Linked DNA regions of Zea mays: region 2 is linked to region 1. The links are chromatin contacts, called in public Hi-C maps. All regions are on one chromosome and are shown on one strand. Each heading gives the region's core, a stretch centred on a gene start, on an enhancer-like site or on the middle of the called end of the contact. The rest is flanking DNA. Distances are from core to core; before and after follow the strand shown.

The links. A called contact is a pair of places that touch in the nucleus more often than the background predicts.
Region 2: a Hi-C map of ear shows a contact between it and region 1, with 2.8 times the contacts expected there. The contact joins two enhancer-like sites. A contact is called at or near these places in 4 of 25 Hi-C or Micro-C datasets (ear, leaf and tassel).

The regions. Positions count from the first base shown.
Region 1 is chr2:189,962,641-189,966,086 of Zm-B73-REFERENCE-NAM-5.0, forward strand. No RefSeq gene overlaps it. Among protein-coding and RNA genes, the nearest start is that of LOC100502517, 48 kb to the right of the region's middle. Within about 2 kb of position 1,826, at least 10 of the 20 cell types and tissues checked have an H3K27ac peak or open chromatin away from gene starts, as enhancers often do. A contact at or near this core is called in ear and tassel, where this site is marked.
Region 2 is chr2:190,115,252-190,118,697 of Zm-B73-REFERENCE-NAM-5.0, forward strand. No RefSeq gene overlaps it. Among protein-coding and RNA genes, the nearest start is that of LOC100283853, 22 kb to the right of the region's middle. Within about 2 kb of position 1,495, at least 17 of the 20 cell types and tissues checked have an H3K27ac peak or open chromatin away from gene starts, as enhancers often do. A contact at or near this core is called in ear and tassel, where this site is marked.

The DNA of each region.
Region 1 (3,446 bases), core at 576-3,075:
GTCGTGTCCCTTGAGCGGACCGAGCCTTGACTTAATCGCACCCATCAGGCCTTCGCAGCTTTGTGCTGATGGGGGTTACCAGCTGAGATTAGGAGTCTTGGGGGTACCCCTAATTATGGTCCCCGACAGGATCCTACCCTTTTATAGATCAAGAGCAGAACCTTACAGTGGAGACTTGTATTCTGCTAGCGAGAGCATGGTCCGTTGCTCCTGGATGGCATAGTCCTTTAGACATCGTCCGTAGGGTTGTGCTTAATCGTACTCTCGGCATGCCATAGCCCGTATTGTCCGATTCGTTCGTCATACGGGTCCCTGTAGCAAGTCTTCCGCTGACATCTTTATAGTAGCGTGCGGTGGATCCTGCGGGTCAGTCATGTAGTGCAGTCGTGCGTCATTCGGTCTCGCCTGTCATCACGAGCTCGCATCACTTACCGGCATGCGTAGGCGTACATAAGGTATGATGTATCTACTGCATACTATCTAGTATACGGGTCACTGTAGAAGGTCCAGTGTTGAGATCCCCCATGGACAGGGTTGACTGGCCCCTCGGGGCAGTGGGGGCGCACCCGGGACCGTATGTGGGGATGTGCAATCATGTTGATAGCGACCTCCCAGTGCGCCCTCGGTCTGCTGCACATATGTTCGGTCGCGGCTTGGGGATGATGCGTCTTGTCACAGCCAGCGTGGGCTCGTAGCGCTGAACTTGGATCTTTGCCTCTCATACTAGCTCGGCGGGGACTTGGTCGGTTAAGAGGTTATGGGCCTATTCCGGGTATCCCGTTCCTGGGTACCCTATATATATGCAGTGTTTGGTAATATATGACCCAAAACTCAGTTGTATTATTATGCCACCCAAAGCCTAAAAGAGAGAAAATAATGTAAGATAAAATATTCATTGGATGGCCCATTAACGGATTGACACATGTACAGCAGCCGCCAAAAGCTACGTCAAACCTAATTTGTTGCAGGAGGCTGGTCTCTGAACCTAATCTTTTTGTGATTCGTCTTGTCGTCTACCTAGGCTGCTGCCGCTACCGCTGAACACTTTACTTGCCCTCCACCACAACTACAGTCCTGAGAAGGCGATGATGCGAAACAGTAGACAGAGTGCTAGCGGCGTCAGCCACCGAAACCATGGCACAATAGAGGCATCTGCATCTGCTACAAAAACTAGGTCTAAATTAATATGGCTGACTTATATCCATACTAACATTAGATCTTGTACAAGGAATCAGATAATGGTCGAGCATCACTATAAATACGATATTTTCATTGATCAACAAGCACTAGAGCTGAACTAAAGGTTCAATTGACAAGCCACAAAAGCTTATAACATTACGTATTTCTTTGGATCCTAAAGATTCATTCAGTTTATTGAAAATTGATGATGTTTGCAATAGCTGTAAAGTTGTACTCTGCTGATTTTTAGAGCAAGAAGAAGCATACTAAGTCTTCAGTTATAATATTATGTACTTCATGTACATATGAATTTTAGTTTTCAGAATTTAACAACCATTGATGATGGAGTTATCACCAAGTAGAAAAACTAGAAAATCAGATGAATAAAGATTATTTGGCCGCTTATATTTTATTATTAGCTCCGTTACTACTCGTTGCTAGCTAAGCGATGCAATCACCCTAAGTTACTCTGGGAATTAGCATGCCCCAATAAATAAACGAAGACCGAAGTCAAGTCATATAATTCACGAAAATAGGTCAAGAAATCGGCCCAAGGAGGACTACGACCAAACTATTGACTGGTACCATGGGCCAACCGCTATATCTCCCTGTCTCTCTGTGACGAACTGGACCGGTGATGCGTCAGCTCGCACAGTTTCACGGCTCGACTAGCCATGGCTCTAACTTCAACTCCAAACCCTATTTGGTACTTGGTACGGCTGTCCTGCACGCCGGGTTGTTTGCTTCGAATCAAAGCCGCTGTTTAGGCTATTAGTAACTACAATCTATAAAGACAAATATTGTAAAAAATAATAGAAGCCAAACCAATTAAAACCAAACGAACAACTCAATTAAACTTTAATACGAAGAGCCAAGCGACGACGCACTCTATTCTTTGGGGACGAGCACGAGCTAGCTAGCTAGCTAGGCACCTACTGACCTACTCGGCTACTCTGCCCGGTATTTCAGTGCTCAGACTTAGGGGGTGTTTGGTTTGCCCCTGCTAAAATTTAGCATCTATCACATCGAATGTTTGAACCTCCGTTCGGGGTATTAAATGTAGTCGGATTATAAAACTAATTTCTCAGCCGAAGATTAAAAAGTGAGACGAATCTAGTATAGTTGGTTGGGTTTATATTTCATACTCCTATTTAAAAGTCAAACGCTTGATGTGACCCGGGCTAAACTTTAGTCCACAGAACCAAACACCCCCTTAATAGAACAGACGGCTATGGCTCACTGTTGATGTCTTGATGAGGTGGCCCTTCTGCTCATCTGCCCGAGTTTTTTTGCATTTTAGCCCTTTCTCGGAGAAAAAAATCACGTTTGAACCCTAAAAAAATTTAATATCATTTTGGACTCTTTTCTCGGCGCCATAGACTATGGCGCCGAGCTGCGCCATAGTCTATGACGCCGAGGTACGTGCTGCGCTGGCACAACCCGAACGTCGTGACGTCGACGTGGCACCGAGCTCGGTGCCGAGCTCGGTTATGTAACCACAAAGTTTATCTAGACTAGTTGGTAGAGCGCAAGGCTCTTAACCTTGTGGTTTTGGGTTCAAACCCCATGGTGTGTGTTCAATACTTTTTGTCTTTGTCACTAAATTTTTTTGTTGTCTAGATTTTTCGTTTATGTCGCTAAAAATCAGTTACAAATCAGTTTATGTGTATGGATACTCTGCTACCTCTAAAAAAATCAATACTTTTTGTCTTTTTGTCACAGATTTTTTTTGTTGCCAAGCAAAGCCTCTAAAAAATCAGTCACAAAATCGACGATGCTTTTTCCCCCTTAAAAAGTGATGAGCCAGACAGCCTCTTCGTCCTCGCCATGCATACTCTGCTACATTTTCATGTTTTTTTATTTTCTGATTTCCACTTTTCTCTTTGTGCCGTGTTGTAGGAAAAAAAGACTCGGCCTAGTCTACAAGAAAACGGACAAAACAAAAAATTCTGAACTCGAACGAGACGAAGATGTATTGTATGATAAATCTGATGACATTTATTCAGTACGGTAGAAAGAGGCAAATCAGTCACAAAAACAAAAACAAAAATAAAAAATATCTGGACGAATAAATAAATCAGTCATAAAAACAAAAAAAACTGAACAGACAAATCAACGATATAAACGAAAAATCTAGAAAAAAAATCAGTGACAAAGATAAAAAATTTGAACAGACAAATAAGCGACATAAACGAAAAATCTGGAAAAAAAATCAGTGACAAAGACAAAAAGTATTGAACGCCCACCGTGGGGCTCAAACCCACGAC
Region 2 (3,446 bases), core at 245-2,744, 150 kb after region 1:
AGAGTTATATTATTCTATAGGTTTTCTTTTAGTTTTTTTTACAGGGCCACAGGTTTTTCTGGCTCGGCCCTGTTCCTAAACTAGTCCTAAAATGGGTACCCGTGTTTCGTGTTGTATGATATGATATGATATCCGCTCGACAATGATCAGGTGATAAATGAGATTTTCTAGGATTCACACAAATTCTCCTGGAGCAAATCGCGCGCTCGGGGTTTCAATGGACGTCTAAAGTAAGGTTGGGCCTTCCACGGCCCTGCGGTTCATATTGTATAACAGACATATTTAATTAAGAAAAATTGGGCCTTTCGGCTAGAGATATAGAGTAAATCATGAAAAACACATGAAACAAAAAGAAAACTATACCTATAAAACAAACCATAACAGCTCATAAATCAGTAACTTTTGTATAAGTCGAATAAAGTTTGTGCTCCTAATATAGGGAAATAATATGCAAACTTGCTGAAAAGCGTTTGTTCAGCTGCTTGCTGGGTCAAACTACTCTCGCCCTTAGACGGACCGAATCCTGCTCAACTTGGGCCGAAGTAAGTGAAGAAAATATCAGAAAAAAATAAAGTAAAATCAATTGGACTTGTCTATTTTTTTTAAAAAAAAAACGGCAGGAGAGTTGCCGAAATTTTTATTAGAAGGTTGATCTAATTGAAGAAAAATTGTGCTGACTTGCCGAGGCAGGCCCATCCACCAATCATCGATCCATAATTAGGTCCCTGATAAATGAATTAAGAGGAGGTAGAACTACTTTTTTTTTCTTCTTCACCCGTTCTAACTTGTCTGAGTTCTGTAGCAACTAGCAAGGAACCAGAACAACAAAGAGTCGTCGCAATATGATTTTGGCTTCTGTGAATTCAATTCTAATAACTTCTCTAAATTGTTCTAGCTACTGTAGGTCAGTGCGCGTCATAGCTTGAGTTAATAGACGCACAGGGTCGTCAATCCTCTTGCCAACAGTACTCGATATACTCCATGCATTCACAAAAAAAAAGATGCAAGTTCAGGTTATTTGGTTGAGACAAACGATTTAAAGTTCAGGTTACCGGCAGCACGGCACGGGCGGCGGCCCCTCCTGACGTGTGAGCAACCGCGCACTATCATAGTAGGGATGATGAGCAGCTAGCAGCAAGCATGCTCCCGGCGCAGCTCCTGCCCCCGGAGAGATCTCGTCTCGTCGCGCCGTCCGACGACCCTGTGATTGAACCATTAAAATCTCCCGTGCTTTAGGGGGGGGGGGGGGGGGGGGGGGGGGTGCAAAGGCCCGGCGCAAAAAGAGGGCTTCTTTTGATGGAGCAGAATGGAAAGAAGAGAAGCCAAGAAAAGGAAGCCCCCTGCGCTGGCATCCCTCCCCTGACCCTCCCTCATGCCATGTTGTGCGCAGGCAGGCGGATCCATGGACGGATGCGGCGCGGTGGTGAGTGGCATGTGATGGGCGACAGCTTTTGCGCGGGCGCGCCGGCCCCCACGGGTGGTGACCTGACCTGACCCCTCCCGGCATGCGTTGAACATGTCTGCTGAGAATGAAAGACACCAGCGCATGGGGTGGGGGGGTTCTTTCAGGGTTCGTTCAAAGTTGCAGGCATCTTCGTTCGTCGGTCGCTTCTTCTCCGTTCCGCTCCGCTCCGTTCCGTTCGTCTCGCTTTCCTCGCTCGCTCTGCCTCTGACGAACACATGCCACCGCCCACCCGCTGACCGCTCCGCCAAAGCGGCCCGCTGCAGCGGGAGATGGAGAGAAAGCTCTGAGGGTCAAGACTCGGGAGGAGAGGACTGGCAGAAGAATCTCATATTGATGCAGGGCGCTGATGCTTTGAGGAAATGGGACGAGGGGGGGCGTCTTTCAGGAACAGTGCCGCGGTTATCCATCCACCTTTTTTTAAGAGAGAGAGAGAGAGATCATTTCGAGCCACACACCGGGGGGGGGGGGGGGGGGGGGGGGGGGGGCAGTAACAAGATGGCAAAGCCACCGAAGAAGAACATAATGGTGCACTTTCACCTTTCTCCCCTTGCGAACAGACGGTGCGTGCGCACACTTGGTAGCTAAAATCAGATCTATCTATATGAGCTGAAAGACCGGCTACTGTTTAATTTCTAGCGATCTAGGACCGTCCCTCATTTGGGCCAGGTTTTGCTCTGACGGAACAAGATAGCGTTCCTGTCTGCCTGCTTCCGTGTACAGCACTGGGTGTCTGGGTCGGTTGGAGACGGATATTACTTCTTGTTAAAAGACGCTAGGGATTCAAGCCTCCTCCGCGTTTCCGGGGCTGCGCGCTCGCGCGTGCCGACACGTCGGTGTTCTCGGACGCGAGCTTTCATTCGTTTCAACGCGTCGGGCTGGGTGAAGTCCGCTACCATTCACCTCCCTCTGCGCGGCCCCCTCCGCGTTTTCGGGGCTGCACCGCGCTCGCGCGTGCCGACGCGGCGACGCGTGGGCATCCTCGGACGCGAGCTTTTCATTCGTTTCAACGCGTCGACCTGGGTGAAGTCCGCTCCCACTCACCTCCCTCCATGCGCTCCGCCGCCTTGCCTTCTCCCCCTATTCCTCGGCAGCCGCCGCGCTCCCCGCCTCCGCGCTACGGCTCTTCCTCGACACCCTCCGCTCCGACAACGCCGGCGCCGCCATCACCTCCAGCTCGCACTATTACATCTCGCCCCCCGGCTGCCTCTCCTCCGCGCTCGGCGCCTCCATGGCGCCCGCCCACGCCTACTCCTCCCCATCCACCCCGTCCTCCTCACCTCCTCTGCCTCCGAGCTCCTGTCCAGCGGCCACGACGCTCCTGCGCAGGCATCCAGCGAGCCCGACCAGCCGCCTGCCCGGGCCCTGGCGGAACCTAGAGGGGCCGCGTCACCAGGCGCAAGTCGCGCCCGTCGCGGTGCCCGCTGACCACCTACATCACGGTCCACCCCGCCAACTCCAACGCATGGTGCAGGAGATCACCGGCCTCCCTGTCCCCGGGTGAAAGGGAAATGTGCCTTTGGGCCATTTCTAAGTATTTTGGTGATTGAGTGCAAACACAAGTGCTTAAATGTGAAAATATGCCCAAGGATGATCAAAGTGCAAATCACAAGTTAAGGTATGTTTCTAAGCCTTAGTACATTGGTTTTGTGTACTAATATATTTGTCTAAGTGTTAGAAACAGATAGAAGAAGAGAAGAGAAGACTTGGCTGTGTACAGCCAAGGGGCTGCTTCGGTCTGGGGCACCGGACTGTCCGGTGGTGCACCGGACAGTGTCCGGTGCGCCAGGCTGCCTCGGCCGAAGAGGCCGCTCTCGGTTTTTTCTCCGGCGACTTCGGCTAAAATTCACCGGACTGTCCGGTGTGCACCGGACTGTCCGGTGAGCCAACGGTCGGCCGGGCCAACGGTCGGCCGCGCGATCGGCGCGCGACACGTGGCCGAGCCAACGGTCGGAAGGAAGCACCGGACTGTCCGGTGTGCACC